Regions from separate parts of the Mus musculus genome. Here region 1 is linked to region 2. A link is a contact called in public targeted proximity ligation data. All regions are on one chromosome and are shown on one strand. The core of a region is the stretch at or near the end of the contact, and the rest is flanking DNA. Distances in the headings are between cores, read along the strand shown.

The links.
Region 1: a targeted proximity ligation map of embryonic stem cells shows a contact between it and region 2, with 3 times the contacts expected there. A contact is called at or near these places in 1 of 39 promoter capture datasets (cranial neural crest), 5 of 130 datasets of targeted methods (bone marrow-derived macrophages, embryonic stem cells and pro-B cells) and 1 of 9 other capture datasets (embryonic stem cells).

What each region holds. Positions count from the first base shown.
Region 1 is chr19:24,860,497-24,863,230 of GRCm38.p6, forward strand. It overlaps Pgm5 (phosphoglucomutase 5), which reads right to left and starts at 1,346. Exons shown (of 11, transcript NM_175013.2): 1 at 1,033-1,346. The coding sequence starts at 1,293.
Region 2 is chr19:24,252,611-24,255,366 of GRCm38.p6, forward strand. No RefSeq gene overlaps it. Among named protein-coding and RNA genes, the nearest start is that of Fxn, 27 kb to the right of the region's middle.

The sequences.
Region 1 (2,734 bases), core at 96-2,595, 610 kb after region 2:
TTAAAGATGGACATCGGCAAGAGATTGCACTCAGGTAAAGTTTCATGGGTGTGGATCTGATCGCGTTCACCAGGCTCAAATGACTTTTGGAAACTTCCTACAGATAATTCAGAGACCCACCCCCCCCTAAAGTTTGCTAGTCACAAGTTTGGGTAACTAGATTTGGGGCTAAGCAGGGGTGGGGAGAGCAGGATGGATTTACCATTTAAGGGGGTGCTTCTGTCTGTAGGGTAGGGAAGAGGGAGCAGACAGAAAGAAACTCAAAGTCTAAGAATCAAGGTTGCAGAAAAAAACTGCAGAGGTCTTAGAAGGGAGAGAGAATGAGGATGCAGATGGGAAGGAAGAGGACCGGCTGGTCAATGCTGAAGGCATCTTGGAGGGGCGATAGGAATTGCGTTAAGAATGCTGCTGCGAGTCTCACTTACATCCTTTAGAGACCTCCTGGGAACTGAGAGCCAAGGTTGCAAAGCCCCCAAAATCATCCAAACCATTCCTGTCCCAATCAAAGTCACCACTAAAGGACCACTGGGCTAGAGTGAAGTGTTGGGGCCCAGTCTTGACAAATAGCACATGGTTCAATACTGGAGTGTGCCCACGCAGATAATTGTTAAAATTTGGCAGCTATGATTTGGAGAGAGAGGATTACGGCAATAATAATAATAATAATAATAATAATAATAATAATAATAATAATAATAAATAGAATAAAAGAATACCGGAGTGAGATTATATTGGCAGACTCGAAAAAAGTCTGTGTAGGGAGGTGGGCAATAAATCGCTTGGAGGAATACGGGACACCCAAGGCTGTGATGGAGTGGAAAATGGATGCAGAACGAATACAGCAGAAAGTACAACAGGTGCCGGAGAAGCCTAAGTTTCCAGCCCAGGGGCTTTGAGAAGAGCAGCTCCTCTAAGGCCAGTGTCCCACTGTGCCTAGTGGCTGCCAGTGCGCCCGGGTGGGAAGCTGGAAAGAGCACAGGGAGGTGACCAGGGTGTGGAGACCCCGCAAACCGGGGCGTGAGAGTCACTCACCCCATTGGCCGCAGCCATCTGCACCACGATCTCAGTAGCCGTCCTGCTGAAGTACCTGCCGTCGCTGCCCACCACCATGGTGCAACCCTGACGGTCGCGCAGGTCGATGGACGACAGCACACTCTGGATGAAGTTGGGCAGGTAGTTGCGCTGGCCCTCGAAGAGCCCTGTGGGCCGTCGCAGCCCGCCGCCACCGGTCGGCCGCTGGTCCTCATAGGGCGCCGTGGGCACCGTCAGCACTGGGATGGGGCTCCCCTCCATGGCGCCGCTGGCCGGTCCTGCCGCGGCTGCGGGAGCCTCGGGGATCTGCCGCCCTCCCGGGCCCCCGCGGTCTGGCCTTGCTCCCGGCTCCGCCTTGCGCCCTCCCCGCCCCTCTCCACCCTCCCGTCGCTACTCTCGGATTGTCCCCCTCAACGTCCCAGAGTGGAGTCTGCCTCCACCTTCAGATAGTTTTCTGCAGCCCAGCTCTTTTCCAGAGGATCGCCCAGCTGTCCTCAATTCCTTTCCCCAGCTCGCCTGACTTTGGGAGTGTCTCAAAGCCAAGCTCTAGGACCAGCTCCTGTGTCCCCAGCCACACCACACTCTTGAGTCCAGTGCCCCGACTCAGCCTTCCAGCTCCTCCAGAGGCCCACTCTCCACTAGAAGACAGCCTGGCACTGGAGTCTGAGCTAGCCAGGGGCCTAGCCCACAGCCCTCTCTCCCCACACCCTGAGTCTGCTTAGCTCAAGTGCAAGTTTCTCTCCCTAGTAAGGACAGAGAGGGAGGTGGGAGGGGGCTAAAACCTTTTGCCATCAGAGAACAGCCCTAGCCAAAAATAACCCTGGAAAGGAGAGCTGAGAATTGTTAGGCTCTGCCAGAGGTGAAACTGAAGGCTGGGCAGTGAGTGTGTGTGTGAGTGTGTGTGTGTGTGTGTGTGTGTGTGTGTGTGTGTACACTCAGCAGGAACATTTGTTGTGCAGAATCATACCCTGTCGGCCCCTTTAGTCCACAGGACCTACCCCAGCATCTACATTTGTAGCATCTCTCCAGGTGGGAGTTTTGTTTTGTTTTGTTTTGTTTTGTTTTGTTTTCATTGTTGTTGTAACTGCAACAAACACATACTTTCTTATTCTTTTCCTGCTTGTCCTTCCTACACATCTGCTTAGAAATCGGCTTCCCTCACACTGCATCTGTCCACGCTACCGAACTCTGGATAAAATACTTTCGGTAGGCGATTAAAACGCACTTAATGTCCACCAGGAATGAATGAACGAAGCCAACTGAAACAAAGGTGAGGTGCCACCTACTGTGCTTGGCCCCCTTGCCTGAAGCCTTTCTTTCTGATCCTCCTCAAATCCAAAACCAGGAAAATCTTCATATAGAGAGGAGTGAAAAGGGAGGGAATTAAAGGGGGGGGTGGGGACTGAGCTCGGCACACGGCTGTGAACCCAACCATCTACAGTGTGTGGAGAGACAGAGGACAAAGCAGAGAAAGCTTCGCAGGAGGTGTGGGACTAGAGTAATTCCCAAGATTCAATGCAATGGGAAAGGAGGGAAAGGGAGGCAGGCCAGCTTCATAAGCACCAAGGCTGGCACGTCCTTCATCCCCCGTCCTAGGTGGGCAGAGATAAGAACCCAGTCCTAGTCTCCAGGCTGGATGCTCCTGTGCTGAGCTCAGCTTCTTTACAAGGTGAGTCAAGAGAAATGGGGTGCTCTCTGACCT
Region 2 (2,756 bases), core at 226-2,725:
AATAAAGGTGCCTACAACCTGTAGCTGGGCAGAAAAGAGGTAGGTGGGGGCTTTGGGTCCTCAGATTTGGGGTCTACAGCATAGACAAATAGGGAAGAAGAAAGGAGGCGCATGGGGTAGGTGGATGGTGAGCACATGGCCACGAGGGCCAGCCAGTTAGAGTAGGAGCAGCCCAGACAAAATGTGGCAACTGGTATCTCAGGATTATTGATGGGAGAGTAGACAAAATAACATAGAGGGTTGATATCTGCCCAGCTTTAGTGCTTTAAGGCTTATTATAAATAGAAAGGTTTTGTGTCTTTTATTTTGGGAACTAAATGATCTAAGGTGGGCTAGAAGCCCCCAATACTATTTACCACAAAATCTGCAGAAGCAATAATGAGTACTCCTAACCACTGAGCCACCTCTCCACTGTGTAGTGCAAGAATGGAGGGAGAGGGTGGAGCCAGCCTTCTCTGGCCTAAGCACTCAGGATGTTTAACAGGGGTGCCTGATCAGCAAGTTACTGGCTGAGGCAGACCGGAGGGTGTTTTTTGTGGAACCCGATGGATTGTGAGTGGACTGGCAAGTCAAGGTCTAGCAGGATGAGGTGGACATACTTTAGATGGCCTATGCAGGGTCTGGTGGCATCATCATAGTTACTGTCGTGTCTGAAAATTGGCATCCTGAATTGTGCAATGCAAAGTCTGGGCAGCTCTGCATCACAATGTTAACTCTTGCTAAGCATGGTGGCTCACCGGCAATCCAAGCATTTGGGAGGCAGAGGCAGGAGGATTGTTTTAAACTCAGTCTGGGCTATAAAACAAACTATAATTCTAAATCTAAACTTATTTGCTTTTTTTTTTTTTTTAAAAGATGTACTTATTATATGAGTACACTGCAGCTGTTTTTAGACACACCAGAAGTATGGCATCTGATCTCATTACAAATGGTTGTGAACCAACAAGTGGTTGCCGAGATTTGAACTCAGGACCTTGGGAAGAGCAGTCAGTGCTCTTAACCACTGAGCCATCTCTCCAGCCCCCTGCTTACTTGTTTTTTTAACCTTAGAGGTTTTAGGGTCTCTCTTTCCTCTTAGGATTTATTTAAGCAAATGACGTTGGCATTATAGAGCTCTAGTCTTAAGTTTGGCCGCTTGAGCTGGCCCTGGGGGTTGGGAGAAGGGAAAGTGCTTAGGTCATCCAGAGACTTTCAAATTCTCCCGGAAGGAATTCGGTGGCTGTTTCTCACTTCCCCCTTGGCTGGTGGGGGACCCTGGAACTTCTGTCACTGGGTCTGGTACTGTGTGTCTGACTCTGTCCTCCAAGGGAAACCCTGTTTTACCTACCCCTAAAGCACTGGAGAGGCACGCTCAATGGGCAAACTGCCCCTGGGAAAAGCTGTCTTGAAAGCTGATGAATAAAGAGGGCCCTCATTAGCAGCTGCTGGGCGATGGTTACTTAAGGGCTCCGTGGGGGTGGCGGTGTGGGCCTTTCTTAGCTCAAAGACACACCTTACCAGCTGGTTTTTAAACTCACAGCAGGACCTGCTTTCTCTGCATCTATCCACAGGCAGCTGACACTTAAGTGTGTGATCTTGTAAGGGGAAATAGAAGGTGTTTATTTGTTCAAACAGGTCTTGGAATCAGATGAAGGCAACTGATTTCCGAGAACCAGGAGGCTGGATTTAAGAAATATTTATAAAATTTTTACAAGCCAAATAGCACGCATGCTAGAATCAGCCAATTGGCTGCTAGAACGCTGTTACTCATACACACCTGTAAGTCTTCACTAATCAAGTCTAGGTTTGGGCTCCTTAGTTACAAAACACAGCAGTTCTGACTTAAAACACCTGTAGCAGATGTGATCTCAACTCAGGACCCTGACCTAATGAAGAATTTGGAATTGTTGATTTCTTCCCTGGTTTTACACAGTGAATGGTTCTGACTTCCTCTAGCCTTTTCTAGATATGCCAAATTCTAATAATAAATAAATAAATAAACAATAAATAAATAAATATTGTATTTTGAACACTTTAACATTTGTAAAAATAAGTGAACAAAATCCTTTTGGACACAGAAATTCCATGTTCAGCTCAAGATGGAGTCAAGCGACTCTGTAACAAATACTATGTTTCTTTTCAGAAGTTTATGTGTATCAGTGTTTTGCTTTTTTTGTGTGTATGTATGTGTCTGTGTGGTGTGTGTGTGCACATGCCAGTGTGCTTGTGTTCATGCCTGGTGCCAAAAGAGGGAGTCATATCACAAGAACTGGAGTGACAGGTTTATGAGTTATCACATGGTGCTAGGAACTGCTGAGCCACTCTTCCACCTGTCTTTTTTTGTTTGTTTGTTTGTTTGTTTTTTTGAGACAGGGTCATACTATGTAGCCTTGGTTGTTCTGACTTGATACATAGACTAAGCTAGCTTCAAAACTCAAGATATCCACCTGCCTCTGTCTAATGAGTGGTGAATATATATATATATATATTGTGTGTGTGTGTGTATGAATGTATACCTGTTGTATAACAGTTTCCTCTGAGATTAAAACATTCCACTATATAAGAAAGGTCTTAAACAGGAAGGCAAAAAACTCAGAAAAGCCTCTAGAAGTTCCGGAAACTGAGCAGATTCACTAGGCCCCTCCTTGCCAGAGTAAGCAATAAAAGCTGAGAATCTCTCTCAGATAAGATGCAAAGAAGACTCTGAGACCAGACCAGCTACTTGGGAGGAACAGCTGAGCTTCCTGGAAGAGACCGGAGTCTCTTGGAAAGGACAT